Linked DNA regions of Xenopus laevis: region 1 is linked to region 2. The links are chromatin contacts, called in public Hi-C maps. All regions are on one chromosome and are shown on one strand. Each heading gives the region's core, a stretch centred on a gene start, on an enhancer-like site or on the middle of the called end of the contact. The rest is flanking DNA. Distances are from core to core; before and after follow the strand shown.

Region 1 (3,509 bases), core at 842-3,341, 94 kb after region 2:
AGTGCTCATGCTTGTGGGGGCCCAAACTTGCTATCTCTCCTTCCCAGTGGGCACACAACATATGCAAAATCCACATCAAATACAGGAAACTGCCATCTGCCTCCCTGCTTTCACCTGGGCAATGGTCACCCATCATCATCATCATTCATCATTATGTAAACTAACTTGTACCATTCTGCCTAGTTATCATGCTCCAGGTGTGCCTCTGTTCTTAAAGCCTTCCACCCATGTAAGCTGCTGCTGCTGATTGTAACACTGCATACAGCAATTTGTTCTTGGGATTTGTGGTAATTAAGGAAGTACCTGAGCGAATGACACAACCACATTTAGTTATTTTCTGGCAGTTTTTTTAAAGTGATACTATTACCTGTCATTACAGTTGCAGTAGACATACTTTTTAGAACTTGCCCTATTCAAAGCTTTCTTTAAATCTTAGTCACATTAGAAAAAAAAATAGATATTATTTTCAAAGGCATACTTTCACCCATTAATAAATACTCTTTTAAAAATCTCATAGAAATGAATGGAGAGTGGCGGAATTTCACACTAGTGGACTGTGGTGATCTCTAACTTTACTCAATGATAAATATTCCCCATTGAATTTTAGGGGGTAGATAATGTTTAAATTGGAATGAAAATTAGGACCTGTTGATGCATGTCTGAATTTTTTATACAAGGTTTGCTATTCAGCTGAGTTCAGAAATGTTGCATTTGGTACATCCCTAGCATATATACTGAACCATATTCAGTTTGATGAAACTGCCACATGGAATTGAGAAGAGGAACTGAAGAAACATATTCATTTTCCTGACACACATGTAATGTGCTATTCCAGTACAATACAATACTATGTACATGTTGTTATGGTGAATCCCAGTGACACTCAAGAGCACAAATGAAATGAACCATTTTTAGGGTATTATGGTCAAAAGTTAACAAAATAAATATCTAGGGTTCCATGCTGCAGATATTTGTAGGTGCCCACAAAAGTCTAAAAAGTATGACCGGCACCAACAGATCCACCTGCTCCTTGATAGATCCTAAAACAAGTGATACCTGGATACCTTGCAGTGGATTGGTCAATATAAAAATCCCACCTCTGCTACAGATTCATCAATAAGCGCTGCTGCATGAATACCTACAATGTGTATCCTACCTGCGCCTCTCAAGCAACAGTTTTCATGCAACCTAAAGATACTGGAGCCTCTATATTAAAGAGGTGGAAACTATGTCGATTTTATCTAAGCCTTCTTAATAAGCAGTCAAAAATGTTCTTCAAGGAGTCGCTTTGTTGGGCATAGAGTGAAATCGAAACTGATAAAGCATTTGATGATATACTCAGTGGAACTGTGCTGTTGAAAGCGGCTTGGGAGGATGTAGAAATCCAAAGAAATTGAAAGCTGCACAAATTATGTAGGAGAGCGGACCTGCTACATTGTTCAAGAGTCAGAACCTGAAACTAGAAAGGGATTAACAAATGCTGCTTTCAATTGCAACAGTGTTTATTAATACAACTATTAAACTTTTTTTTTTAATTAATGTGTATTGGAAGTTTCTTAGAGTTATATATACTGTGTGTGTGTATATATATATATATATATAATACACAAAAGCTATGAATATCTTGTAAATTATATCCTTATAAACGGTGAGTTCTGATGTCATCAGTTATAAACGGTGAGTTTTGATGTCATTTCTGTCACATGACTCACTGAAACTTGTGTATTATAATGAATAGAGTACCACAGTTGCAAAATATGAGGATATTAGAAGTTACCTCGGAGTTCCATGACCTGTATAAAAACGGTCATGAAACTCCTCAGTGATTTATAATAGCCTTATCATGTACAAGAGGGGGTACTTTATTCACTATATATTTATTATATATGATACATGATCATTTGCTGTAACCCCAGCTTAGAGGCAAGAGCGCTCTGGTGATGGAGAGCAATCAACAGAGGGCTCCCAGTTTACTAAACATTTCTGTGTAGTATCCAAAGAAATGACCCTTGTTTGAACCTTCAACCCTCCATTTAATGACTTGTTTGAAGACAGCCTGGAGTCCTGGGTTGGAGGTGTGTTGGGGGTGGGGGATTGCTAATGGTTTCCAGGCCTCAGAGGGTCTTTGTTGGGGGAGTAGCTTGCTGCGTATCCTCGTATACAGTGGTCCTGGTCCAGGAAGGATATCTTAGTATTGATTCTGGATGCTATATAATGGGTATTGTGAATTTTAAGCCAATAAAAATCAATATTTTTAAGTATTACATGTGATTTAAAGCAACATTGAGTCATAACCCAAATTAGACTTGGGGATTTGAACCTACTTCTGTTCTACTGGTGGGCTATGCTACCAATCATAAATGTCACTATAGCGGTGCATTACACTGAATTATTTAAAAACTGTATGCACTGACTAAAACACGCGAAGACTAAGGGTTGTTTGTTGCATGGTTTTATATTGAAAAGTTGTAAGTGCCGCATGTCAACAGATCTTCTGGCCCATATGGGTGAAAATACGGGTTTCTATATTTGTTATCACGGAGGTAGGCATAGATTCATAGTTTCAGTAGCATTTACTATGTGTACTTGCAGCAATAGTCATGTTTAATCCACAGGAGGTGTAGGTCTATGGGGGTCTGCTTTATACTGGTACCTTTTATTTGTTTAACTCGAAACATGGAGGATTAATGGCAACAATTACCAGTTAAGGTAACATGAAAAATTGCAGGCACTCATTCTGGGATTACCATCTAAATTAAATCCAGCCTTAACGGCCCAGTGACTTATGGCTCTGCATGTCCTTGTCAAATAGGGGACCATTACTACCTGCTTTTAGGGAGGGGGGTGGAGGGAAAGTTCCCTCTGTGGCTAATGCCAAACACATGTGTGTGTAAAGTATGCACACCCTGTTCCCTTCACACCCCTACTGGTAAATAGAAATGGTGCATGCCAGTTCCCTTGGGTTCAGGTTAATGCAGTGCTGTGGGCGCCTTTAACCCTTCACTGTCTAACAGCTGATAAATCTGTCATTCCCACCCCAATTCCCACATTCCTTATACACGTCTTTGTGTGACTCTTGTACCCTCCTAGACTTGTAATTTAGGCTCAGGCCATCATTGAACAGCCATTAGATTTAGGAGTGTAGCCGCACCTTCAGTGGCAAATGATGAATGTTGTATTTAGCAGCCGGGGTTGCATTTTGGTGTAGACCTTGGTTCAGGCTACAAATAAACATATAGTAGTATAGTAGTAACATATATGGTGTGTGGCTCTGTTCTTTGAGCAAAAAATCATAAATCAAAAATAAAGAAAAGAGAGAAAAAGAAGGTTATAAGTTATAAAGTGGTCTCTTACCAGGGAAACCCAATCGTTTTTTTGCAGTATGCGGAAAATTCAAGAATAGTAAAAGACCACCTACTAGTAAAGCAGTAGACCAAGGATTTATAAAGTTAAAAAGACTTTATTAGGACATACAGAAGCCTTAGAAAGTCTACTGCTTTACTACTAGT
Region 2 (3,648 bases), core at 783-3,282:
CCAGGACTTGCTATAATTGACTGTTCTGAGGTCTAAAGCAGGTTGCAGTGCCAGCAAATGGGATTGGACAGAAAGACAAAAAAAAAAGAGAGAGAGAGAGGCAGTTCCCCTCACCCACACAAAGTCTTGGGCTGCCCCAGTCTTTTTTTTTTTTTCTTTTTCTTCTTCTGGAAAAGTTCATTTGGTGCTCGGGGGTGCAGCGTTTTACTTGCTTTAGTAAATAGCCTGGGTGTAATTAGCGTTGCTATTAGGGGACATTATAGCACTAATACCTGTGTGCACATGCCACACACAAATAGTCGTACAGACACATGCCACACACAAATAGTCGTACAGACACATGCTACACAGTCGTACAGACACATGCTACACACAACACTGACTGCTGCTGACTCCAAGCAAAGGGCCACACTATCTCCTAATCTGGGCTGCAGCAGGGAGCACCACTTCTTCCTGGTTACTTGTATAGTAAGCCTATTATATACATATGTATATTCATAGTACTGTATATCCCAAACATTAATATTAGACCCTTCACCATCTTCGTGAATACAAAAACCCTGGAAATATGTAGTGAGCGATTAACCTGCTATTTATGCCAAACACAAAGCTTTTCCACTTGCTGCAATGGTCTCCAGAACCACATGCACGTACCAATCTGATTGCTCTATTCAAAACCAGTTATATGCTAGGATCTCCACTGAGCAACTGCCAACTGCAACTGCCATCCGAATGCCCAAGAACCATCAGATCTCTGCAACTCATTGCCTGCTTACTGAGTCCTCTCTGGCAACACAACAATTCTCGTTTCGTTTCATCCTTAAAACGGGGATTATTTCAGGGGGCATTATTTTACCCTGCTTTGGGGGCGACTGTAGAGGGCATTGGCCTGTGGCTTTCAGGGATGCACTGGAAACAAAATATCTATTGGCAAAGCAGAAATCACACCAGTAATAGGCGTAATTATCGGCAGCTATTGTTCACATCAAAGTTTAAAACTCTTAGTACTACAGAGTAGAATAATAACAATGCTGGGAGTTGTAGTTCAGAATTGTTTTTAATAATTAGCCAGTTAAGGGTAGTTTACTTGCTCTATGCTACTTGCTCTATGCTACTTGCTCTATACTACTTGCCCTATACTACTTGCCCTATACTACTTGCTCTATGCTACTTACTCTATACTACTTGCTCTTTACTACTTGCCCTATACCACTTGCTCTATACTACTTGCCCTATACTACTTGCTCTATACTACTTGCTCTATACTACTTGCCCTATACTACTTGCTCTATACCACTTGCTCTATACTACTTGCCCTATACTACTTGCTCTATACTACTTGCCCTATACTACTTGCCCTATACTACTTGCCCTATACTACTTGCTCTATACTACTTGCTCTATACTACTTGCTCTATGCTACTTGCTCTATGCTACTTGCTCATATATATAATAATAATGCTAGAAGTTGTAGTTCAGAATTGTTTTTAATAATTAGCCAGTAGTTTAAGGGCCAGCTGGAGGGCAACAGGTAGGGCACATTTATCAATTCTATACTTATGATCTCAGCAAGTTGGAGAAATGTCTGAGTAATTGTGTATTGGGGGAAGAGGTTTAATATAAATCAGAGCTTCAACCCTGCTCTTGTACTACATTCCCCAGTTCTTCTTTGCATAAATGATGACACGTCAAGTGAAATATTGTGTTTTTATCTAATTGCCCCTCTCTGATCCCAGGGCCATGGCTGTGAGTTGAATTTTCTCCACGTCACATGACAGAGCTCAATAACCTGCTGTGACTGTCCCCCGTGTCCCCCTGGTTCCAGAGAATAAGCTAAAATCGTGAAGAAATCGCTGGCGAGCTGATGGGAAGGTGGTGTGTGTGTGTTACTTTGTGGTTGTGTGGGATGGAGAGGGAGAGGATGAGTTGTGAGAGAGAATGCTGTGGATGTAGCCTCCCATTGCCTGCCTCCTGGCCCTGCCCGTCTAGCAGGAGCTTTGCTGATTGCACGCCGCCCCTCGCATTGCCTCTTTAGTCTCTGCCTCCCTCCATGTGTCTGTGCCGTACGACTGGCTCCCTCTACTTCCGGGTCCCGTCATTTTCATTCTCCCGCCGATCAGCTCAACAAACTGAGTCTCTTGTATAAGGCAGCAGCAGCCAACCTGCCAGCAGTCAGTCATCTGCCAGAGACAGGCTGAAATTCCCCACCTCATCCTCCCAACTCAGCTCCACATTCTCTGCACGCGGAAGCACTTTTGCTCTTTTGCTCTCATTGCCTTTTGTAACCAGTTTTTTTTTATATATTTATTTGTGCTTTTTTTTTTTTTTTTTTTTACTAAATTGGTTTCTCTTCATCATTTGGATCTAGAATTTTTTTTTTCCGCGTGTCACTGGGGGAAAAAATAAAAATAAAAGAGACAGAGATCTGTAGGGAGCTGTCAAGAGGAGTTTACAGGAGATAGGAGCAGCAGGGGAGACGCGTAAGGAAAGAGAGAGAGAGAGAGGGGTTGGAAGATTTGCTGCTCAATCGTATCTTCATCAATATCACCATCATCTTCCTCCTCCTCTCCTGCCACCATCCCTCATTCAACGCGCTGACATGCTCTGCCTCTGATTGACATCTGAAGTGGCGGAGAGCCATGACAGTCCTCACTCTGGGTACGTGTGGCTCTCTCCTCCAGGGCCGCCACTGACCCCCCAACTTGGAATTTTTGGACACTTTATTTCCTACTGATCATTTGATTAAAAAAAAAAAACAAAAACAAAAAAAAAGGAAGAAAAAACTAAACACAAACAAGGACAACCAGGAGCCTTTACCCCACCCCCGCGCATTGGCTTCTGAATTAACATGATTATTTGATAGCATTTTTTTTTATCTTCTCGGAGCCGGCTAAAGAATCTTTGTTGGATTGCAGCAGGAACAAGAAATATTTTGGTTCTTACACCCCCTAGCCCCCCATTGCTGGGACTGGCGAGGCTTTATTCTGGGAGCAGGGGCCGAGGAGATACCCTAGGGCTGCCGGACAGCTGTTTATTGATGGCGCAAAGGGTAGGTTTAATTGCCCCCAGCTATATCCTTGTGCTCTGGGGCTGCTGTATGACCTGGGGGTGGGAAGGGGGTGCAAGGGAGATTTAGGGATCACTGTGTGTTTAATAAAGAGTGAATATGAGTGATTAGTGTTTAGGTATCTCCTCTCTCTCTCTCTCACCACTTCTCTCTCTCTCTCTCTCTCTCTCTCTGCTTCTCTCTCTCTCTCTCTTTCTCTCTCTCACTCACACACACTCTCTCATTCTCCCCTTCCCCAGCATTCAGCCCAGTCTCTTGCTCTTGCTTCGCTTCCTACACTCTTCTCTTCTAACACATTTTCTTCCAAATATAAATTTTTTTATTTTTTCTACATTTTATCGGAGAATTGTAGATCCTAATAACTTATTATTGATATTATTATTATTATTACAACTATTTTCTCGGGAAGAGTGATTTTTTTTGGATGAGCTGTAAAGACCTTACACACGCCTCAATGTTCCTGGTAACTTCCTTACCCCATGGAACTACAGTTTTATTTATTTTCCATTTTCCTTTCTGTCTCTTTCTCCCTTTCTCTACATATTTTTACATCTTTGGATTTTTTTTTAATTTGCACATTT

The links. A called contact is a pair of places that touch in the nucleus more often than the background predicts.
Region 1: a Hi-C map of the XTC cell line shows a contact between it and region 2, with 4 times the contacts expected there. The contact joins the enhancer-like site here to the promoter of LOC108699226 in region 2. A contact is called at or near these places in 2 of 4 Hi-C or Micro-C datasets (the XTC cell line and animal cap).

What each region holds. Positions count from the first base shown.
Region 1 is chr8L:103,597,265-103,600,773 of Xenopus_laevis_v10.1, forward strand. The region is part of intron 9 of LOC108699226 (homeobox protein Meis2); the gene reads left to right. Among protein-coding and RNA genes, the nearest start is that of LOC108699226, 94 kb to the left of the region's middle. Within about 2 kb of position 2,092, at least 1 of the 7 cell types and tissues checked has an H3K27ac peak or open chromatin away from gene starts, as enhancers often do.
Region 2 is chr8L:103,503,027-103,506,674 of Xenopus_laevis_v10.1, forward strand. LOC108699226 (homeobox protein Meis2) reads left to right here and starts at 2,033. Exons shown (of 13, transcript XM_018231176.2): 1 at 2,033-3,049. The coding sequence starts at 3,038.